Linked DNA regions of Muntiacus reevesi: region 2 is linked to region 1. The links are chromatin contacts, called in public Hi-C maps. All regions are on one chromosome and are shown on one strand. The core of a region is the stretch at or near the end of the contact, and the rest is flanking DNA. Distances in the headings are between cores, read along the strand shown. Region 1 holds the start of TMEM185B (transmembrane protein 185B). Region 2 holds the start of TMEM177 (transmembrane protein 177).

What was found. A called contact is a pair of places that touch in the nucleus more often than the background predicts.
Region 2: a contact with region 1 is called in a Hi-C map of muscle, with 6 times the contacts expected there. The contact joins the promoter of TMEM177 here to the promoter of TMEM185B in region 1. A contact is called at or near these places in 2 of 3 Hi-C or Micro-C datasets (blood and muscle).

Annotation. Positions count from the first base shown.
Region 1 is chr3:201,359,448-201,363,524 of mMunRee1.1, forward strand. TMEM185B (transmembrane protein 185B) reads left to right here and starts at 1,574. Exons shown (of 1, transcript XM_065931372.1): 1 at 1,574-3,269. The coding sequence starts at 1,575. The coding sequence ends at 2,627. RALB (RAS like proto-oncogene B) reads right to left here and starts at 1,371. Exons shown (of 6, transcript XM_065931377.1): 1 at 1,236-1,371.
Region 2 is chr3:201,804,894-201,809,607 of mMunRee1.1, forward strand. It overlaps TMEM177 (transmembrane protein 177), which reads right to left and starts at 1,624. Exons shown (of 2, transcript XM_065927812.1): 1 at 1,600-1,624.

The sequences.
Region 1 (4,077 bases), core at 324-2,823:
CCTCTTTTCTCTCCGGAACCCCTTCCTTGGGAGACCCCACATCAGCCAAGTCCCATTGACTGGCTCAGAGCCCAGCACTTGAATGTGGCAGATTCTACGGGAGCTGGAGGGCAGGAAGGGCGAGCAGCCAGGGCTCTGGAGAGGGAGCATGAGGAAGGCAGGGAGGGGCCTCCAGCGTCGGCGCAGCTGGCAAGAGGGGGTCCTGGACACCACCACGGCCGGCCCCCAACTTACAGCCCAGGACCCCTGAGGACAAGACAGCACAAGTCCTGCCCAGGTTTCTCAGCGGCTGGGTGGCAGGACCAGAACTGGAAGCCAGATTTCTTGACCTCTGGCTCCAGCCCCTGGCCCCAGCAGTATCTGCGAGAATCAGACTAAGGCAGGACCAGACAAGTCAAACGAGGATGAGGGACTCAATCGGAGTCTCCATTCTGCTCTAAGCTGCCGGATGACCAGCGGCAGGAAGCACCTGCTTGTCGCAACTTTGCCAACGGACCCTGAAGGGTCTAGTGCCCTTCCAGCGCCCACCCTCCACCTCCGGGTTGAGCCACCCCGGCACCCTGCCTCGGCCACCTAATAGACGGCCGGAGAACGGCCGGCCGCCCGCCCGGTGCGGTCCAGCCCCGGAAGCCGCCCGTTCCAGGCACAACCCGGGCGCTGATCGCACACACGAGCGTCTCTCCGCGCAGGCACAAGCCCACCGCCTCCCGCGCGCGCACACACCCGCCCTGTGCATTCAGCCAGCGGCGCCCACGCCCGCGCCCACAAACTCCCACACTCCCCGGCCCCCGCCCAGCTCGCTCCCACGCCGTCCGCCATCAGCGCAGCGGGCGCCCAAGCCTCCCCGCCGGCGCCTGAGCCCCCGGGTGGGCTGCGGGCAGAGGTGGGGCACCCGCGGCAGGCCGCGCCTGCCACCCTCCGGTCCCGCCCCCTGGGCTGAGCCCCGCCCCCGGGCTGAGCCCCGCCCCCGGGCTGAGCCCCGCCCCCGGGCTGAGCCCCGCCCCCCGGACTGAGCCCCGCCCCTGGGCTGAGCCCTGCCCCCGGGCTGAGCCCCGCCCCCTACCGCCCCTCGGCCCCGCCCCCGGCTCGGCCGGAGGATGTGAGCTCACTCCCGCCTCCCTCCTCCCGACGCCGCCAGGAAGCGGCCGCCCGAGGTCGCCGCCCGCTCGCTAGCAACGGACCGGCCAGGGAGTCACCAGCGCGCCAGGAACCCGGCCAGAACCCTCTGCCCGTACCCTTCCCGCGCCAAACGCAGTAGCTGCTTTCCAAATGGGTACAGCGTGAAGGCGGGCGGCGGGGCTGCCGCTAGCCCCGCTCACGGACGCCCCGCGCCGCCCGGCCTCTCGGGTCGCGGGGAGAGCGCCGGCGCGGGCGCCCCGCCCACCGCGCTTCCGGCCAGGCCACGTGACCGCGCGCGCACGTGTTTCGGCCTCTAGGTGCCGCCGGCCGGAAGCCGGTCCCGGCCGGCGCCCGGCCGCTGTCCACCCAGAGCGGGCCGGGGCTAGCCGGCAAGGCGGCGGGTCCGGGACCGGCGCAGAGGCGGCGCCCGCCCGAAGGCAGGCAGCGGCCTGGCCATGAACCCCAGGGGCCTGTTCCAGGACTTCAACCCGAGTAAGTTCCTCATCTACGCTTGCCTGCTGCTCTTCTCCGTGCTGCTGCCCCTGCGACTGGACGGCGTCATCCAGTGGAGCTGCTGGGCCGTGTTCGCCCCCATCTGGTTGTGGAAGCTTCTGGTCCTCGCGGGCGCCTCTGTCGGCGCGGGCGTTTGGGCGCGAAACCCGCGCTACCGCACGGAGGGGGAGGCCTGTGTGGAGTTCAAGGCCATGCTGATCGCCGTGGGCATCCACCTGCTGCTGCTCATGTTCGAGCTCCTGGTCTGCGACCGGGTGGAGCGGGGGACCCACTTCTGGCTGCTGGTCTTCATGCCGCTCTTCTTTGTGTCCCCCGTGTCCGTGGCCGCCTGCGTTTGGGGCTTCCGACACGACCGGTCCCTGGAGCTGGAGATCCTGTGCTCCGTCAACATCCTGCAGTTCATCTTCATCGCCCTGAGGCTGGACCGGATCATCCACTGGCCGTGGCTGGTGGTGTTCGTGCCGCTGTGGATCCTCATGTCGTTCCTTTGCCTGGTGGTCCTCTATTACATCGTCTGGTCCCTCCTGTTCCTGCGCTCCCTGGATGTGGTTGCTGAGCAGCGAAGAACCCACGTGACCATGGCCATCTGCTGGGTAACGATCGTGGTGCCCCTGCTCATTTTCGAGGTTCTGCTGGTGCACAGGCTGGATGGACACAACATGTTCTCCTACATCTCCATATTCGTCCCCCTTTGGCTCTCATTAATCACACTTATGGCCACAACGTTTAGGCGAAAAGGGGGCAACCATTGGTGGTTTGGTATTCGCAGAGATTTCTGTCAGTTTCTGCTTGAAATTTTCCCATTTTTAAGAGAATATGGGAACATTTCCTATGATCTACATCATGAAGACAGTGAAGATGCTGAAGAAACGTCGGCTTCAGAAGCTCCTAAAATGCCTCCAATGTTTGGAAAGAAGGCCAGGGTGGTGGTAACACAGAGCCCTGGGAAATATGTCCCCCCACCCCCCAAGTTAAATATTGACATGCCTGATTAAACCTCTTCTGGGGAGTGCCCACCAGTGGAAGAGAAGTCATATACACACAAAATCCACCTTCCTTTGGCCTCTTGGCCCATCCATGCCAAATCTGGAACTGAAAACAGGCTTCAAAACATCATTTCATGCTTTGAAATTGCTGCCTATCAGTGACTCATCAGTATTCACCAGAGATGCAGGAGGTTCTTTTACTGTGTAGGTGTGTGTGCGCACGCGTGCTGTGTGCCCCCATGTGTGAGGAACTTGTTTTCTAGGCTCATGCTTGCAGAGCTAGCTGAGAGCAGTAAATTGAGTTGTTCCGGTAGGTCCCCAAATGGAATAACTACCTGTGGTTTTTTAAAGTGGTACTATACCTATCGAAAGTATTTAGAAAAGTATTTTTATACATTGCTAACGTAAAATTGTATTTCAGATTGTGCCTGCTGTGACATAATAGCAAATGTAAAGAATTCTCTTTCCTATCACTTGCATATAAACCTCATAGTTGTTATTGTCAGTGTTTCCGCTGTTAAAATAGTTTTTCTTTGGGCTTTACTGATACTGGTCTTTAATAGCCTAATAGGTGAATTTTTCTAATGTAGTGAGCCCACCCATATTTATATGACTATTTTAGCAATGTAATATATATTATGTTGAATTCTAGTTTTGTGCAGTGTATTATGTTAAAGTATTTTTTTTTTAAGTTTGTGAAGATATATATGTCTACTGCAGATGTTAAAAATTGCTTAAAACATGAATATGTACCTGGTGTGGGGTCTTATCAGTTCTAGGCATGAATACAGGGATTGAAGATCCCGAGGATCTTACTAGTCAGGTGTTAGAGGATTCTAACAGTTGGGAGGTCTCTCTTGGAAGAAACCACTGACCTTTGGGAATAGGTGACATGCCTCAGTGTGGTATCAGACCCTAAAGTGACACCGTTATTTAGCACCTTGAATTCTTCCACACAGGCAAGAACATCTCTTCAGGAATAGTCAAAAGAAGCAGATGGTTTGTCCATTTCTAAGAATCTTAGAATCTTAGTTGGCTGTGATACAGTGATGATTGTACTTGTCATTGGAAAGCCAGAGAAGTTGACCTTAACCTGAAATGGCCAACAGATTCAAGTATTATTTTAAGGCCCAACTTTCTTGATCGGGCAGTGACAGGGAAATAATAGCTCAGTTTATTTTTTAAATAAGTAGTTTTTCTAGGTACTGGTGGTACCAGGGAATTAGAAGGGTGAAAAGCATGTCCTAGGAGAGTAACGTTCTTCTGACTAAGAACAAATAAATACCTTCAAAAAGGAGGTTATCCTTTAAAAAAAAAAAAAAAAAAGGTTAAAAGTAAAAGGAGTGTTGATATTATTACTGGGCTCCATATGAACTTAAGTAGACAGTCTGCCTGGTGAGAGGACAAGCTGGCAGCAAAAGCCAGCCCTTTGGAACCCGGGTCCCTGGAAGCCTAAGGG
Region 2 (4,714 bases), core at 374-2,873, 450 kb after region 1:
GAGGCAATACGCGCAGGAGCCGAGAAGTGGCCCCACTCTGACTCTGCGTCACCACTTACCAAATGTGCGCGTGACAATGGTCTACCAGGAGGGGGTCTGTGCTGAGTCAATAAACACACGCCACACGCGAAACAATCAGGGTCTGGCAAGGAGCAGACGCCCCTCGGCCAAGGCGAACTTCCGGGCAACCTGAGACAGGGGTCAGGGCATCTCTCAGCTGGGGGCCCGCTGAGCTCTGCCAGTCCACTCGCTGCCCGTAGACAACCACGGGCCTGTCAGTGTTGGCCACTGGGCCACCCAGGAAGCTGGGGGGATGATCATGACAGCCCCGCCAGGGAGTCTCGGGAAGCCATGGAATGGCTATAATTACAACTTTGATTCCCACGGCCAGGAACGGCCCCAAGCCACCCACCTCTCACCCCACTGCCATACTGAACACGAGCACTAATTTAAACACGAAACACATGGTCAGCTTATTCCATCCTTACTATATGCCCAACACAGTTCCAAGACCCTTACACATATTATTTAACAACTGAATCCTTACAACTCTGCGCCCTTATCATTATGATGTCCCTATTTTAAAGTGGTGAAACACGGAGGCACAGATAGGCCTCAACTAGTAACGTGGCAGAGCTATGGGCAGAACTATGTCCCTCCAAATTCATATGGTGAAGTCCTAACCTCCAGAAGGAGGAATGTGACTGTATTTAGAGATAGGCTCTTTCAAGAGGTAATTAAGTTAAAGCGAGGTCATTAGGATAACCCCTAATCCAATCCAGAGTGGGACATTCGGACACAGAAGGACTACGAGGACCCAGACCCGAAGGTGGCCATCTACAAGCCAGTGGGAGAGGCCTCAGCAGAAACCAGCCCTGCCAACACCTTGATCTTGGACCTCGGGCCTCCAGCATTTCAAGAAAACACATTTCTGCCACCCAGTTCTTGTCACTACAGCTCCAGCAGACAAATACTGGCCCAGTTTTGAACACACGTGTCCACAGCAAATTTTCCACTGTAGATTATTTTTTATGATAAATTATAAACACGCAGGAAAGTGGAAAAAATAGTATATTACAAACTAATTTCAATCTGTCAAGTCATGGCTAGCTTTGTTTCATCTCTACTCAAACGCATAATCCCGTCCAGCTAGTTTATTTCCAAACACAGTAGGGCCATACTATTATTTCATCCGAAAATGTTTCGGTAAAATTCACAATTGTTTAATTTAACTGCGCCTGAAGCTTACTGTCTTCCCGTCTGTTCAGTGTTCACTTAGCAAGTAAATTGCTGCAAACAAGAAGCCAGCGTATTCCTTGAGAGTCACGTCACTGCGCCTTTTCGCCAACGAGGCAACCAAAGCCAGGACAGGAAGGGTCCAAACGTAGGTCCTAGCTCCCCCAGGACCCCAGCACCAAGGCCGCGCGCCCCAGGGAGGCGTGGGAAGGGGTGCCGCGCATCCCGCAGGCGGCTGGGCGAAGAAGGACCGCAGGACCCTTGCTCCACGCGGGATCCCCTGGCTACGCCCACGGCTGGAACACACCGCCTAAGGAGCCCGCAGGGGTCCGCTGGTCTGCCCGCCACCCTCCGCGCGCTCACCTCCTCCGCCGCCGCGCCAGGTACGCCGAGCACGTGGGCGGGGCGGGGCCAGGCGCAAAGCACGCCGGCCGGCTCTGGGGGCGGGACAAAGCGGCGGGGCCCTAGGGGGCGGGGCTGAGGCGGCGACGCCCGCCCGCCGGCTTCGGGGGCGGGGCTCGGGGGCGGAGACAAAGGGGGCGGGCAGCTCGGGGGCGGAGACAAAGGGGGCGGGCAGCTCGGGGGCGGAGACAAAGGGGGCGGGCAGCTCGGGGGCGGGGCGCGGGGCGGGACCCTGGCTGATCCGCTCGAGCCGGGTCTCCCCGGCCAGTGAACTGCCTCGGGCGGCTGTCTGGGCCGTCCCTGTTTAGCACTGGAGAGACCGGCGTCAGGGCGTGGGTCAGGAGGCCTCTGGCGGGCCCTCTGTCGGAGCTCACGCCCCGTCCTCCCGCCAGGTCCCATCCTTTCCCATCCGGAAGCGCTCTGTGCTGGCGGGGCCTCGGCCCCAGCTCCTCCCAAGTGATCCGCACTGCACGGTCCGCGGAGCGGCGTCACACCTGTCAGCCCAGCTTCCCAGCAGCTGTGTGAGAGTTAGGGGTCAGCCTGCCGGGGCCCAGCCCATCCTTTACGCGTGTCTGTGGCTGCTGTCCCTTAGAAGGGCAGAGGGGAGTAGCCGGGTCAGAGACAGTCTGTCCAGAGCCTAAAACACTCATTATCTGGCCACTTGCAGAAGAGGTCTGCAGACCCTGAAGTACAGGTGGAGTTGTGGGAAATTTGCTGGTGATGGACCAAGCTTTGTAAAGTCACAGTGAAGTCTGAGAGGCCTGCGAGGGGTGGGTGATTGATTGGGACTAGATTAGAGGATGAACAGGATATGAATACAGGGATAAGCATCCATGATGGATAAAAGGGCCTCTCTGATGGTTGCTTTTTTTTTTCATTGTGGTGACATACACATATTTACCGTCTTGACCATTTTAAAGCATATAGTACAGTGGTGGTACAACCCTCACCACTGTCCACCTCCATAGCTTTTCATCTCATAATGCTGAAACTCTGTATCCATCAGAGAATAACTTCCATTCCCTTTTCCTCTGCTCTCTGGCATCCACCATTCTACATTCTGTCTCTATATTTTGACCACTAAGTATCTTCTGTAAGTGGAATCAGAACTTCCTTCTTTTTAAGGCTAAAGAATGTTGCACCCCGTGAATATGACATGTTTTGCTTATCCACTCACCTGTTGATGGGCACTTGGGTTGCTTCCGCATTTTTGCTGTTATGATCTTGCGACTGTGAACATGAGTGTACAAATATCTCTTGGAGACCCTGCTTTCAATTCTTTTGGGTAAATACACAGAAGTAGAATTGTTGCATAATATGTTCATTTCAAAGTTTTTGAGGATCTGGCATCCTGTTTTCCACAGAGGCTGTACCATTTTACATTCCTGCCAACAGTGCTCAAGCGTTCCTATCCTTCACATCTTTATCAATGTGTGTTATTTTCTGTTTTTTTGATAGTAGTCATTCTAGTATGTGTATGTGGTGGTATCTTGTAGTTTTGATATGCTTTTCCCTAGTGATTAGCAATTTTGAGCACCTTTTCATATGCTCCTTGGACATCTGTATATTTTCTTTGGAGAAAGAAAATATAAAGGTCTATTCAAAACCTTTGTCCATTTTTTAATTGGGTTGGGTTGTATGTGTGTGGTTGACTTTTAGGAGTTGTCACAGATATGTGATGCAAATATTTTCACCCATTCTGGGGGTTACCTTTTAAATCTGAGGATATTGTCTTTTGATGCACAATATTTTTAGTTTTCATAAATTCCAAATCTCCTATTTCTGTTTTGTTCTCCATGCCTTTTGTGTAATATCCAAAAAATTATTGCCAGAGCTAGTGTCATGAAGTTTTTGCCTTATGTTTCTTTTTAAGAGTTGTATAATTTTGGTCTTTGTTCCATTTTGAGTTAATTTTTGAATATGCTATTAGGTAAGGATCCATGTGGATAGACAGTTTTCTCAGCAACACTTGCTGAAAAGACTATTTTTCCCCATTGAATAGTCTGCACACCTTTGTCAAAAATCATTTGATCATATATGCCAGGGTTTATTTCTGGACTCTTTATTCTGTTCCATTATTATATGTGCTAAATCACTTCAGTTATGTCTGACTCTTTGCAACCCCATGGACTGTAGCCCACCAGGCTCCTCTGTCCTTAGAACTCTCCAGGCAAAAATACTGGAGTGGGTAGCCATTCCTTTCCCCAGGTGATCTTCCCAACCCAGATATTGAAGCCAGGTCTCCTGCATCACAGGTGGATTCTTTACCGTCTTAGCCACCAGGAAAACCCTCCATCGATTTTTATGTATGTCTTTATGCCTGCACTCACACTGTTTTGACACTGTAGCTTTTTAGTAAGTTTTGAAATCAGGGAGTATGAATCCTTCATCTTAGTTCTTTTCTCAAGATCATTGTGTGTATTCAGGGTCCCTTGAAATTTCATATGAATTTTAGGATGAATTTTTCTATTTCTGCAAAAAATATCATTGGGACTTTGATAGGGATGGCTTTAATCTTTAGATTGCTTTGGGTAGTACTGTCATCTTAATAATATTAAGTCTTACACTTCATGAACATGGGTTGTATTTCCATTTATGTCTTCTTTGATTTCTTTCAGCAGTGTTTTATAGTTTTCAGTGTATAAGTCCTTCACCTCTTTGGTTAAGGTCATTCCTAAGCATTTTATCTTCTTGTTGCCATTGTAAATGAAATTGCTATCATTTCCTGTTCAGATTGTTTATTGTTAGTGTATAGCAACTGACTTTTGTGTGTTGACTTTGTATCCTGCTAGTTTGCTGAATTCATTTATTAGCTCTAACAGGTTTTTGGGCAACGTTTAGGGCTTTTTAAATGTAATTTTTTTAAAGTGTAATTTTGTATCATCTATGAACTAATTTTACTTCTTCCTTTCCAATTTGGATGCCTTTTATTTCTTTTCCTTGCGTAATCTGGCTAGATCTTCTAGGACTATGTTGAATAGAACTGGTGAAAGTATGCATTCTTGTCTTGTCCCTGATCTTAGAGAAAAATCTTTCAGTCTTTCACCATTGACTAGGATGTTTGCTGTGGATTTTT